Regions from separate parts of the Zea mays genome. Here all the other regions are linked to region 1. A link is a contact called in public Hi-C data. All regions are on one chromosome and are shown on one strand. The core of a region is the stretch at or near the end of the contact, and the rest is flanking DNA. Distances in the headings are between cores, read along the strand shown. Region 1 has its middle 19 kb from the start of LOC100283450. Region 2 has its middle 18 kb from the start of LOC100285140. Region 3 holds the start of LOC100285140 (RING-H2 finger protein ATL1I).

Region 1 (3,924 bases), core at 187-2,686:
CCTACTTCTGTTAGGCTCACTTTGGTGACCTTTTAATTATTCTTAGCTTATGTAATAAGTAGCACTTTGATACTATCCGGGTATGTAATAAGCACTACTTTGTACTTTTGTAAACTTAACTTTGCTAATGTTTATTATTTTATTATAAATATTTCTGCTCAATCTCCTATGTTAATGTTTATGTTTCCAAATGTATGATTATTGTAATGTTCTCAATCACGGGTGAATGATCTTTGGGAAAAGATTGAATGAGTTCATCAAAACTCGGCACCCCGAGTAAGTTATCTGGTATACTTACATATCCATTTGAGGCCTTAAGGGCAAATATTGGTGTATGTGGTCCCGATAACTTGGTTGGGTTGTGATAGCTCGCCATCGATCCAACGAAAATAGAGTGAGGGATAGTCAGAGATGGGCACACCAAGACCCTGACGTACGAAATGTTAAGGGCCTTGCCAGCTCATGTTCGAGTCCTAGGAGAGTCTACTCATGGTTTATCGTGGAGAGAGACAACAAGCCCTTGGTTTCGGTCGAACGGTATCGACAATTATATAAGTCGGCACCCAAGAGTATGATGACGGCCCACAGCGAACCCCAAGCTTTGATCCTGCTGAAGGAACTAGGGCCTCAATTAGATTACTCGTTTGTAACTCACCGAGCACCATTGCTAGCCCATCGAGGAAAGTGTGGTTTTGTTCACCTCCCTCCATCCTTGCGATGGGGATGTGCGAAGGAGAGTAAAACTAAAAAGACAGGACAGACCTCCTAAACAGACTACACTGAGTAGGGGCTCGAGTACTGTAAAGCCCAAAATTGGTAAAATAATAATAATAATAATAAAACAAAGAAATAATAATATCTATGATAGAGATTCTAGAATTTTTGAAGCCTTTGGAAATTAGTAGGCAATTCCTGTTCATAATCAATTAAAAATATTAAAATAATCATATGAAAGAGTGGGCATCTCATACTTATGAATTTGTGGTAATACATTTTATTGCAATAAGGAATCCTAATTTAAACTTGACCTCAAATTATAAATGAAAATATAAAATAGAAAATGAGAAAGAAAAAAAATTATGGAACCATTTATTCCTTTGGTAAATAAATGACAAGGAAAATAAATAATAATATGATAAACAGTAGAGTTTAAATTCCCATTAGGGATATGTTTGATTTTTGGAAATTTGAAATCCAAAAAAATTAGAAATTGACTTTGGTTTGAACACTTGAAATTTGGAATTCGAAAACAAAGCAGAAAATTTATAAAAGAAAAGAAAAAGGGCTCCCTATACCTACCTGGGCCGATTTTCCTCCGTCCTCGGCCCATTCTCCCTTTTCTCAGCCCATCAATCCGCCTGCGCTTGCCTGTGGTGCTGACATACGGGCTCGGCGCGTCAGCCGCCCCAGCCTTGGCAACACGCTAGCTGGTGCGATGCCACTTACGTGTGGGGCCCGCATGTCTGTGACTCCTGGGCACGCCTAGCTTCGATCTCTGTTGACTGGGTCCCGCTTGTCAGCTGCCAAACCTCATCAGGTGCTCGTGTCCGCGTCGCCCGCATTGGTGAGCACCATAACCGCCGCTCTGCAGCTCCCGCGGGCGCAACCACTGGGGCAGAATTCGCGTGCAGTCGGACGCCGCAGGATAAGTGGGCAGGCCTATTCCTTTCCCCTCAGCTCGCATGTACCACTACGCAGAGAGACTTCGAGGATCTGAGTGTAGGCGCCGCCATCGCTGCGCTCCGAAATACGTCGTGACCGCGACCTCGTGACCAGCTGTCGGCGTTCGCCGTTGCGCACCGTGCAGATTTGTACCGGGTGTGGGGCGCGGATTCGGTGCATCGAAAGTTAATTCCTCGCTGGCATCGGGGCGGTTCTTCGTTCGCGCGTGCACCGTCGCTGCTTGCACCGTATTTCTGTGACGACTTCGAAGGTCTGAGTAGCTTTGTTGGATGATTAACTACTTTTAGGCCATATGGTGGGCCATAGTCATTAGCTGTCATTAGCTGTCATAGTGGCTTATAAGCCGTGTCTGTAACAGAATCAGGGATTGGAGAAATAACAGAAGGAAAAACAGAATCACACCTTGCGTCAGTTTCTATTTCCCCACCGTGATTCCCTTCCGGTTCTTCTGCTGTCTCACGTCTCGGCGTTTGGGGTGCGCCGGTGGCCAAGGGTCAGTACAATTGGTATCAGATTCAGTTTTCTTCGGCCGCGCTTCTTCTTCTCACGTGCTTCTCCAACGTCGACTTGTTGTGCGCTGCGTCGACTGTGGACTGATCGTCATCACGGCTCCACCACCGCGTCCATCGGTCCAGACCTCATTTGTGCTGGAGGCGATGGCGGCTGCTGAGAAGGCTGGAGCAGTGAAGTGGGATCAAGTGTTGAGCACCCTGGATACAATCGTGCAGAGGATCGAATCGGTGGAGCGCGCTCAACAGCAGTTGGCGGGACAACAGTCGTTGGCGAATTCGGTGGCTGAGCAAGCGGCGCGCGCTCGTGATGAGATGGCACGCCAGATTGCCGAGACAGGCAAGCGGGTGGCTTCGTTTACATTGGAGCAGATGGCGGCTGGCATGGAACAGTTTGGGGATGGATCTCCTGCGTCGCCTTCGACTTCACCTGTGTTTGCTTCTGATCTGAGGCGTGATGTTCCTCCTAGGGGACATCGTGCTCCACACGATCGTGGTGGTCATCGTCGTCGGCATGGGGAGCGCGGTGGCCGTCATGAACCAGATGGGCATCAGGAATTTGGCGAGGCACCTCCTCCGTTCATGAAGTTTTCCTTTCCCAAGTTTGGTGGTGAATCTCCTTCGATTTGGCTGGACAAGTGCCATGATTATTTTCAGATGTATCAGGTATCCCGCTCTATCTGGGTAATGGCTGCTTCCATGCATATGGAAGGGAAGGCAGCCAAGTGGCTTCAGGTCTTTAAACTTCATCATGCTTTGGGGAATTGGGAGCACTTTTCTTCTGCTGTGTTGGATCAATTTGGATTGTATGAATATCCTAAAGCTATGGATGATCTGTTGAATTTGAGACAGACTGGCTCTCTTGAGGAATATGTTTCAGTATTTGATGATTTGCGTTACAGTACTGCTGTCCATAATCCTCAGCTGGATGAGATTTTCTTTGTCGCTCAGTTTGTTAAAGGCTTGAAGCGCGAGATTCAAGGTCCTGTGCGTTGTCAAGTACCAACTACGGTGAATCGTGCTGTTCTGTTGGCCACCTTACAGCAGGATGTTTTGGACAAGAGTCGGCCTAAGTTTCAGTCCACTGTTGGGGGGAAAAGAGGTATTCCAGGGCTACCGCCTGACTCTCAGGAAGGTGTGGGGTTGTCCAAGGAACGACAATTGCGGGATTATCGCCGGGCTCATGGTTTATGTTTTACTTGTGGTGACAAGTTTGATGCTGGACATGCTGCTAAATGTGGAAAACGAGTACCAGCGGTGCTTAATGTTTTGACTGTGGATGACATGGCTTTGGAATTATCAGATGAAGTTTTACAGCAGTTGGATCAGGAGGATCACTCTGTGGTGGACTTGTGCAGTTTGTCGGTTCATGCAGTTTCTGGGACTGAAGGAGTGGATAGCATTCGCTTGCGTGCTTTGGTTCAAAACCAGGTGTTTCTATTGTTGGTCGATTCAGGCAGTTCAGCAACTTTCATCAATTCCACGTTTGTCCAACAAGCAGGGTTGTTTCCTCAACCTGTTTCCACTATTCGAGTCAAGACTGCTAGTGGGCAAGAACTGGTGAGCACTACTATGGTGAAGGCAGTTGAGTGGTGGTGTGGTGGACACACTTTCACCACTGACATGAGGGTATTGGATTTGGGGCCTTATGATGCTATTTTAGGGTGTGATTGGTTGAAACAAAACAGTCCCATTACTTGTAATTGGAATCAAAAGTCTCTGGGATTTTCTT
Region 2 (4,280 bases), core at 1,082-3,581, 420 kb after region 1:
CTACATTTCTTCCAAATCAACTCCGCGTAAAATGTTAAAAAGATGTGCAGGAGGTGTGTTATGTTAAAAAACGATGTAGGAGTTGGAGTTTGAATCCACACCCTCGTGAAAAAAGGGTGGGGGAGACACTAGACGAAGTTGTATAACCAGTAGAACATAATGCTCAGATATTTATAATATTGAATATAAATTGTACATATGTATATATAATTTTTTGTAAAATAAAAAAATTAATCGTGTCGGGCTGGGCTAGCACCGCACGACGCTCGTGCCGGGTTGGCCCAGACACTATTAAATGGGTCGTGCGTCGGACCGGTTCACCAGACACGGTCCATCTGGCCTCTATACCTCCGCACGATAATGATAATTCTCGCCTCAGTTGCCACTACCTCGTTCGTCATTCTACTTCTTTTCTATCTCCCCTCATGTCTCCACCTCCGCACCACCCCATTCTCGGCAGAGGTCGTAGGAGCATGCATCTCCTCCCTGTATTCGTTGGACACCAGCCTCGACACCGACTCGCGCAGTGGCTATTGCACGACCACGAGAACGTTTCACATCATGCGCGCACCATCGTTTTCGCCGTCGTGGGACGTCTCGTTCGTCTTCTCGGCCTTCGCCCTATTATTCCTTCCCAACCTACTGCCCCCGCCCATGGTCGCAGCTGCGAGCCGACCGACGCTCGTCGACGCGGTTATGGGGTGAGTCGGTCATGCTCCTGGCCTTTCTCCGTGCGTGCCATCGGGAGGGCATGGTGGCGCCTGCCATGCTTAGGTTATCTTGGCGATGAGAAGTCCATGTCTGAGATATTGGACAACCAAGGCCCGTAGCGTGGCAGCAGTCGGCATATGCTACGGAGTTGGTGGTGGTGTTGTGTCGCTTCGGCGAGTCCAAGGCTGGGAAGACACTTGCATTTCTCACCCTTCTTGGATTGACGCATGGTGCGGGTGCCCCTCGGTTTGGAGCTGCTCCGGCTGGGCTTCTTTCTCCGCTTACGTGCTCTCTCCCTATATATCTAGCGGTATACTATCTATGTCGGCTCTAGATGCCCAGGTCTTCGTCGTGTCCTTCTCCGGTAACGAACAGGTATGTCCGTCTCTTCCCTTCCCCTCGTGCTCTACGAAACATTGGAAGTGGAGGAGACAAGGGACGGTGGTCTCTGATTTGCTGTCTATGGTACCCGTAAAAATATTATGTGAAGAGCGGAGACAATCAATAAAAAATCTTGAGATTTTTTATGGATAATTTATGTGTATATTGTTGTGAGCCATCGCAACGCACAGGTAACCGACTGGTAATATATATACTGCTGCCACATACATCGAAGCGATTACTCAATTTCAGCGAAAATGACATAATGATGAAATAGCTGAAACAAGACAAGCAGGTAAACTAACAGCTGAAAGCTATTTGGCGCCTGTTTCCCAATCGACATCAACAAGCTGGAACCCTGCATACACTACACAGCAAAACTACCTTTCACACACATGAGGATAAAAAAAAACATCAGCACGCAATGCAGGCCAAGGGAGATCTTTCATGCGTCTCACCTTGACAATTTCCAACTAGCAGGACCAGTAGTTAAGTATTTTAATCAGATTGTTAACTAGAAGTTTGTTGCACACCTGGCCTACTTGTGCATATGGCGCCATAGGTAGACACATACGTACACAAAATCCAATTTAGTTAGGCACTAAAGCTTCTCATCTGTTTGTTCCCGTGTACTTGCATGCTTGTCTTGTGACAAGAAGAGAGAAAACAAATAGATCCCGCAAGGCGGCAAGGTGCAAGGAAGCAGCTAGCCTTAGTGGTGGATTGCCACACAGCATCAGTCTTGTGTGGTTTGTGGTTGGGCCTTGTCTCATTAGCCGACATAGATCCTGCCTGCCTAAGTGCAGTTGTCCCAGGACGGAGCCAAGGATTGCCCCCCTCTCATGTGGGCAATCATGGGGAGCAAGCCGCAGACACACAAGGGTTGGAAAGCATGCGGGAGAGCCGAGAGTGTGTGCTTACCAGCAAGCACGAAACGCATCATTGGGAAGACCAGCAAAGAAAAGAGAGAAAGGCTTCGAACAAAGCCATGACTGCATGAGTAGCTGTTGCTTGCTCCACCTCTCCTCTAGCTACCTCACGCCTCACATGCATGTGTGACGAACAACAAGCAATCTCTGAGACAAAAGTTGCATCTCAATCGATGTGTGTCGTCCATTATTCAGACTTTGACTAGATTTTATTTGTGTGTCTCCCGGATATATAGATGGACAATGCGGCAGCAGAGCCTGCGGGCACTTTCTAGCCGGCCTACTACTGCGTGCACGCAGTTGCAAGGAAGATGGCTTTTGCAATGCAATCTGTCCCCATACTATTCATATCCGTCCGGCCATGTGTAGCATCGTAATGATGGGGGCGAGGGGAATCGTCGTTTCAGGAGGCATGGGAAAAGGAGGCTGCTGTGTTGGAACACTAGTTCTTGTTGTCGTCTCTCGCTGCCGCAGCGCCTTTTTAGCGGTGACGGCCCCGGAAAATGGCAAGCAAGTCTGCTCTCATGGAGGAGGAGTGGCCATCAGAGCGTTTGACTGGGGAGTCACTTTTCCACAGCTTTTGTAAACACACAAGTCGAGTAACCATACGCCGAGAATCCGAGACCTTCTTGAAGAACGTCATCAAACTGCTAGGCTAAAGTGTGGCATTTTTTGGCTCATGCATGTATACCTCAACGTCTAGAAATTAAGTTATTAGTTTCCACTGCTCATCACAACTGTTGTATACACTCGTTCTGACCTACAAAGGAATCGAATGTAATCCTACTGCATTATTAAATTATAATATCTTGAGCTTGACCAAATTTATATAAAAATCATTGGATTGATCATGAAATATATTTTCATAATATACCTATGCATGTGATATTATTGTAAACTTTTGGATTTTGGGAACTTAACTCAGTGGAGACATTAGAGAAATATAAATGCATCATTACTCCGAGTCATTTTATTGGAAGCTTTCGCTGTAGAGCAGCAGCTGTTGCTATAGCCGCGTTTTTTTCTCCCACGCCCCTCTCAGCAGATTACTTTAGTTGCGGATCTGGTGGAGCAAAAACCCGCCCGCAACCTCACCCGTGAAGCCTACCTAAACTCGTCCGCAACTGCGGGCGTAATTTCAAACCCACACCCGAACCCGTCGGGTTTCGGGTCACCCGAAGGTTTTTACTTTGCGTACACTTTTGAACAATAATTCAGCTATAAGCAAATTAGCACCGATAATAATTAATTTATATCTATGAATTTTAAGTTTTCTCACGTTTGAGCAACAACAAAACATTTTATGAATATCCAAGTTACTTATTAAAAATAATTACTATTATATCTTAAATATTTTTACGCAAAAGAATGAACAAAATTTTGGGTCGGGTGCGGGTTGCATCCACAGGTCAAAATCTCCACCCATACCCGCACCCATCGGGTTGGGTACCCGTCGGGTTTCAGGTTTACGAGTTAAATTGTCATCCCTGCCCATGCCCTTGTGGCTACAAGGGCTACCTCGACGCCTCTCTTGTGTTGCTGCACAAATCTTGATATAATATCTATCATCTACTCTGAGTTTTTCGGTCCACCTGTCTCTTTTCTGCACGAATCTCAACACAAAATGTATGGCTAGGGTAATCCCTATGTGCACAAGGGTAAGTAAAAATCCACTATCATCTGTGTGTTCTTTGGGAGGACCTGTCAAGGCGGCTTTGCATCATGATCCTCTTCAGGAGCCTTCCACCTAAAAATTTCTTCTTGTTTACATGCAAGTCATTTGTCTTTTACGCGTGCGTTACAAAGCCATAAATTTTGTTACGCGGATGATTCGCTTATGCTGGCGCCGATTTGAGCGTCAATTACTGCAAGGTGTACCGACGGTGGTGCTCTATGTGACAGCACATACGGTTCGTGGCATAGGGTCCGCGTGTGTGCAGAGGCGGCGGCGAGCCAGATGGTCCGCGTGTGTGCAGAGGCGGCGGCGTTGGCCAACCTGGATCTGACCCCCGGAAGGGACCCCGTCAAGGAGCAGAGATCCTATGGTTTGTCTTGGGATCGGCAGGCCACCCAAGATGCCTCCAGACGACGTATAGTCGAAGAGAGGTGAAGAAGGCTAAGTTGTTGTCTACTCTTAGGGAAAAAAAGTAAAGGAATGGAAGATATGTTGATTTTGTTCGATTGTTGATTAATTCAATCGATCCTACTCCTTCAAATATATAAGGGATAGGTTTGGACTCGTTCCTAGGCGTCCTCCAA
Region 3 (4,217 bases), core at 1,059-3,558, 440 kb after region 1:
GTGGACGGTCCGTGTGTATCTGTTAGGGTTTGCATGGAATATGGTGCCTGGCACGTATTTCGGCGATTCAGTTCGAAAAACGGGTCCGACTGTTGCAGGCCTAGACGGTTCGGCTGTAGGCAGAAGGTTGTGGTTGTTCGGGATATGAGTTCATTAGCATCTCATAAGCGTCTAAGATTGGTCGTGCCAATTCGTAGCCGATGAATTATGCATATTTTCCTTGGTTCCATCCTCGTGTGTGGGAAAATTAGCAACAACAGATTTTTCAAATGCACGCGCTAGCCTTTTGTAATCATCTTGCATACCCTCTATTATTTGTTGCATGTGTTGTCGTTGTTCATCTATGTAAGATCTAAGAGCTTGGAATTCGTTTGTCTCATTTACCTAAGGGGTAGTTACAGCGGGTAGGAGCGAAATCAGATCAGTCGCTTGTTGTAAGATCTAAACATGTGTTGACGCCGATCTGGACGCCAATCACTGCGAGGTGCACCGGTAGTGGTGCTCTCTACGGCATCGAGGACGGTCTGTGGCATAGTGTTGGACGGTCTGTGACCTATAGCAAGCTGAGTCTTCTCTGCGCCAAGCTGGTAGGCCTGCGCCTAGTGACCGGACGATCCGCGTGTGCGCAGAGTCGGCAACGTTCGTCAACAGCACCTAGATCTGACCCCGTCAGGGAGGAGAGATCTTAGGATTTGTCTTGGAATCGGCAGACCACCCAAGACGCCTCTAGACGATGTAGAGTTAAAGAGAGGTGAAGATTTAGATGAAGAAGACTAAGTTATTGTCTACTCCTAAGGCAAAAAGTAAAGGAACATATGATATATTGATTTGGTTTGATTGCTGATTGATTCAATCAGTCATACCCCATCAAATATATAAGGGGAGGTGTGGACCCGCTTCTAGGCGTCCTCCAACAACTCTCACGAGTTTAGAGGGATAAACATGCGCGGAGATAGAAGCTTAATTCACATGTTCTGATCTAATCGTAGACTGTCCGGGCCTAAGGCAGGCCGGTCCACTCGGGCATGCCCAGTGCCACAAACAGTGCTCAACAGCTTCCTCAACATAAACGATGGTACTCCCTCCGTTTTTAAATATATGACGCCGTTGATTTTTAAAAAAAAACTTTGACCACTTGTCTTATTCGAAAATATAAAATTTCAAGTCACGCTTAAATTACCTCAAGTGATAAAACAAATTATAGCAAAATAAACAATATTTCACATTTTTGTTGAATAAGACGAGCTGTCAAAGTTTTTTAAAAATATTTAAGAATGGAGGTAGTATTTTTTTCTATAAAATAGGTCACGAAAAAAGTTTAGATAGTCTGACTACAAAAAATGAATCTAGAATTCTATTCTTCTCGAGTGCTTCAGTTGATTCATAGGGACCCTGAGACTTTTTTGTCCCGTGGACCAAACAAAACACTCGGAAATTCTAGATAGGAAATTCTAGATAGTGTAAATAAAGTCCACGAGGCTTGTGCATACACAAAACCCAATCAAGATCAAGAGAAAGGTGCGTGGTTAGCATTGCGAGCAACCGCTGCCGCTATCTGTAGGATTCGTTCTGGAAGACAAGACCACCCCTGCTGCTGCGTATGCGTATCCGGCAGCATCACGGTTTGTTGCGGGTTTCCGCATACAGATAAACCAGCAGGTTGCCATCAGCATTGCCATCAACTCCATGCAGATTTCGGGCGCTCCATTCACACAGACGGTGCCGGCACGGGGGAGAGAGAGAGAGAGATAGAGAGAGGGAAGGTCCAGATGTCCAGACGGCGACGGCTCCTTATCCTCTCCAGGTCCGGGCGGGGGCAGGCCTTTCTCTTCGCTGAAACGGCCATGGGCGGTGCCGTTGTGCTGCTGTGCCATCTTTGCAGGACCGTACCCGAGACGAGCGCGAAAGCGTTTTTTGTAATCTCGTGCGACAAGTGGCTGAAAGCCTGAAACTTCAAACTGATCGCACGTCGATCTGCTGCTGTTGTAATATTTCTGCACGCAATAGGACGTACAGTATATTCTTATTTTTTTTAGCTGAGAAAAATGGAAGTGGATACTCTCCTCTGTTTGCGTTGCACCATCTCTCTGCTGCTTTTTTTCTTCACGAGAAAAAAGGATCCGGCGCGTCATCTCCAGACCAAATAGAGATGCAGTAGTTTCCTACAAAAAGCCCAACAAAGTAACAAACCGAAGGGTGCAGTATCTAGACAGCCCATTTTTAGCCCAACTAACAGATTTCACGCTGCGGCGGCCTTGTCACACACACACACGGCCTCTAAAAGTCCAAGCCACAAAAGCTCCAGCCAGCCCAAAGGACACATGCATGGCGCCAGGCGCTAGCGCTGCGCACCGGAGCAGCGGCCACACCGCCTCGCCCTCCCTCCACCGGCACGGCGGCACCTGCGACCATGATCAACAACTCCTCATCACCACCACCGTCACCCGCGCAGCCTCCGACTCCCATCGACCCGTGGGGCGATACATTTCTCTCCCGCCTCTCCGCCGTCGTCCTCCTCCTCGCCTACTCCTCCTGCGCCGCCGTCTGCCTCTACCACACCGCGCGCTTCCTCCTCCAATGCCTCGAGCGCCGCCGCGCCGCGCGGGAGGCGCAGGATCCTAAGCCCCCCTCCCAAGCCGTGGACGGCGCCGGCGCCGGCGCCGTGTGGGCGGAGGCCGACTGCGCCATCTGCCTGTCCGAGCTCGACCCGGAGGGCGGCGAGCGCGTTCGCGTGCTCCCGGCGTGCGGCCACGCATACCACGACGCCTGCGTGCAAGCCTGGCTCGCCACGCGCGCGTCCTGCCCCACCTGCCGCGCGCCCTCCCGGTCCCGGCCGTCACGGACGACCAGAGCGCCGTAGCCAAGCCGGATCAGCAGGCAGCCTACAGCTGCGGTGCTGCCTGACGGCTCTGTCTATGACACGTACAAGAAGCGGCGCCATATAGTTCCGTGGTGTTTGTTTGACTATAGCGGATACAAATGCAAAGTTAACTGCGACTAGTAGACTAGTTCATGTGGAATTAGAGCTCTCATCGATCACTGGCTAGAAGGGTGACTGCACAATCTTGTTTGGTTATACCATTACTTACATGTTTAGATCAGTCGACCAAGATATGACTTGGAACTTGGAAGTGGAGGAGAGGAATGATCAAAACAGGTAGCTGGAGTGGATTTTTATTTGTGCTCAACCTACGTGAGAGAACTTGTTTTTGTAGAATACAAGGAAAATGGACCGAGTTCCATTTGATAATTAAGTTTTGATGTTTGATAATTAATAAAATTAGTTTGACAATCATTATTTGCTACTACCTATGAATATAGTTCAAATGATGTAACATGGATTTGGACCAAGGCAAAGTGACCATCGAGAAGATAGACACATCAAAAAAAAGTCATTAGAAGATTCATTGAAGAAGACATAAAGATCATGCAAGAGTTCAAGGTACAAGATACAAGAAACCAAAACGAAAAGACACTAAGAAACACAGGAAAAACAGGCTATTATGGAGCATCGGACGTTTTCGTTTAAACACCAAATAAAACACGAGCACGAGAACTTAGAAGAGGATAATTATTTTCAAATTTTGAATTTAAAGTGTGTGGTGCATTCATCTTTTGAGCATCTCTTTTGTTTGATAAAGCATTTCAAAAGAAGTTTACTTTGGTACCTTAATTGTTTCTTTTATGTGAAAATTATTTTTATTAAGTTTTGGGGTCTACCCTAAAAAGTATTATTCCCCAAAGGAGTATTTTTGTTCCAAGATTATTGTGGTTAAGCAAATTATCTAAGTGTATAATTATATCTCCTTGTATTGAAATAAAAGAAAAATAATTAGAAAATCCTGAGAAAAAGAAAAAGGAAATCTTCTCCCCAGCCTCGGCCCACACTTGCTTTCGGCAAGCCGGCTCGCCAGCGCCGCCCCCTCCCATCCCTTTCCCCTCTCCCTCTCTCTCTCTCTTTCTCTCTCTCTCTCTCTCTCTCTCTCTCTCTCTCTCTCTCTCTCTCTCTCTCTCTCTCTCTCTCTCTCTCTCTCTCTCTCTGAAAGTCAGTCCCCACGTGTTAGCCCCTTTCCTTTCTTCCTCCTCGCGCCCGCGCTAGGAGCTCGTCGTTGCCATGCCGCCCGTGTCAAGCCGCCTCCGCCCATGAATATTTAGAGTGATTTCACGTGTAACTCATGCAACAAGTGGAAGTGAAAATGAAAGAAACAATGGTATCT

The links. A called contact is a pair of places that touch in the nucleus more often than the background predicts.
Region 2: a contact with region 1 is called in a Hi-C map of ear, with 2.7 times the contacts expected there. The contact joins two enhancer-like sites. A contact is called at or near these places in 2 of 25 Hi-C or Micro-C datasets (ear and tassel).
Region 3: a Hi-C map of leaf shows a contact between it and region 1, with 3 times the contacts expected there. The contact joins the promoter of LOC100285140 here to the enhancer-like site in region 1. A contact is called at or near these places in 2 of 25 Hi-C or Micro-C datasets (leaf and tassel).

Annotation. Positions count from the first base shown.
Region 1 is chr7:110,023,568-110,027,491 of Zm-B73-REFERENCE-NAM-5.0, reverse strand. No RefSeq gene overlaps it. Among protein-coding and RNA genes, the nearest start is that of LOC100283450, 19 kb to the left of the region's middle. Within about 2 kb of position 1,436, at least 19 of the 20 cell types and tissues checked have an H3K27ac peak or open chromatin away from gene starts, as enhancers often do. A contact at or near this core is called in ear, leaf and tassel, where this site is marked.
Region 2 is chr7:109,604,407-109,608,686 of Zm-B73-REFERENCE-NAM-5.0, reverse strand. No RefSeq gene overlaps it. Among protein-coding and RNA genes, the nearest start is that of LOC100285140, 18 kb to the right of the region's middle. Within about 2 kb of position 2,331, at least 11 of the 20 cell types and tissues checked have an H3K27ac peak or open chromatin away from gene starts, as enhancers often do. A contact at or near this core is called in ear and tassel, where this site is marked.
Region 3 is chr7:109,586,505-109,590,721 of Zm-B73-REFERENCE-NAM-5.0, reverse strand. It overlaps LOC100285140 (RING-H2 finger protein ATL1I), which reads left to right and starts at 2,308. Exons shown (of 1, transcript NM_001158034.2): 1 at 2,308-3,029. The coding sequence starts at 2,411. The coding sequence ends at 2,860.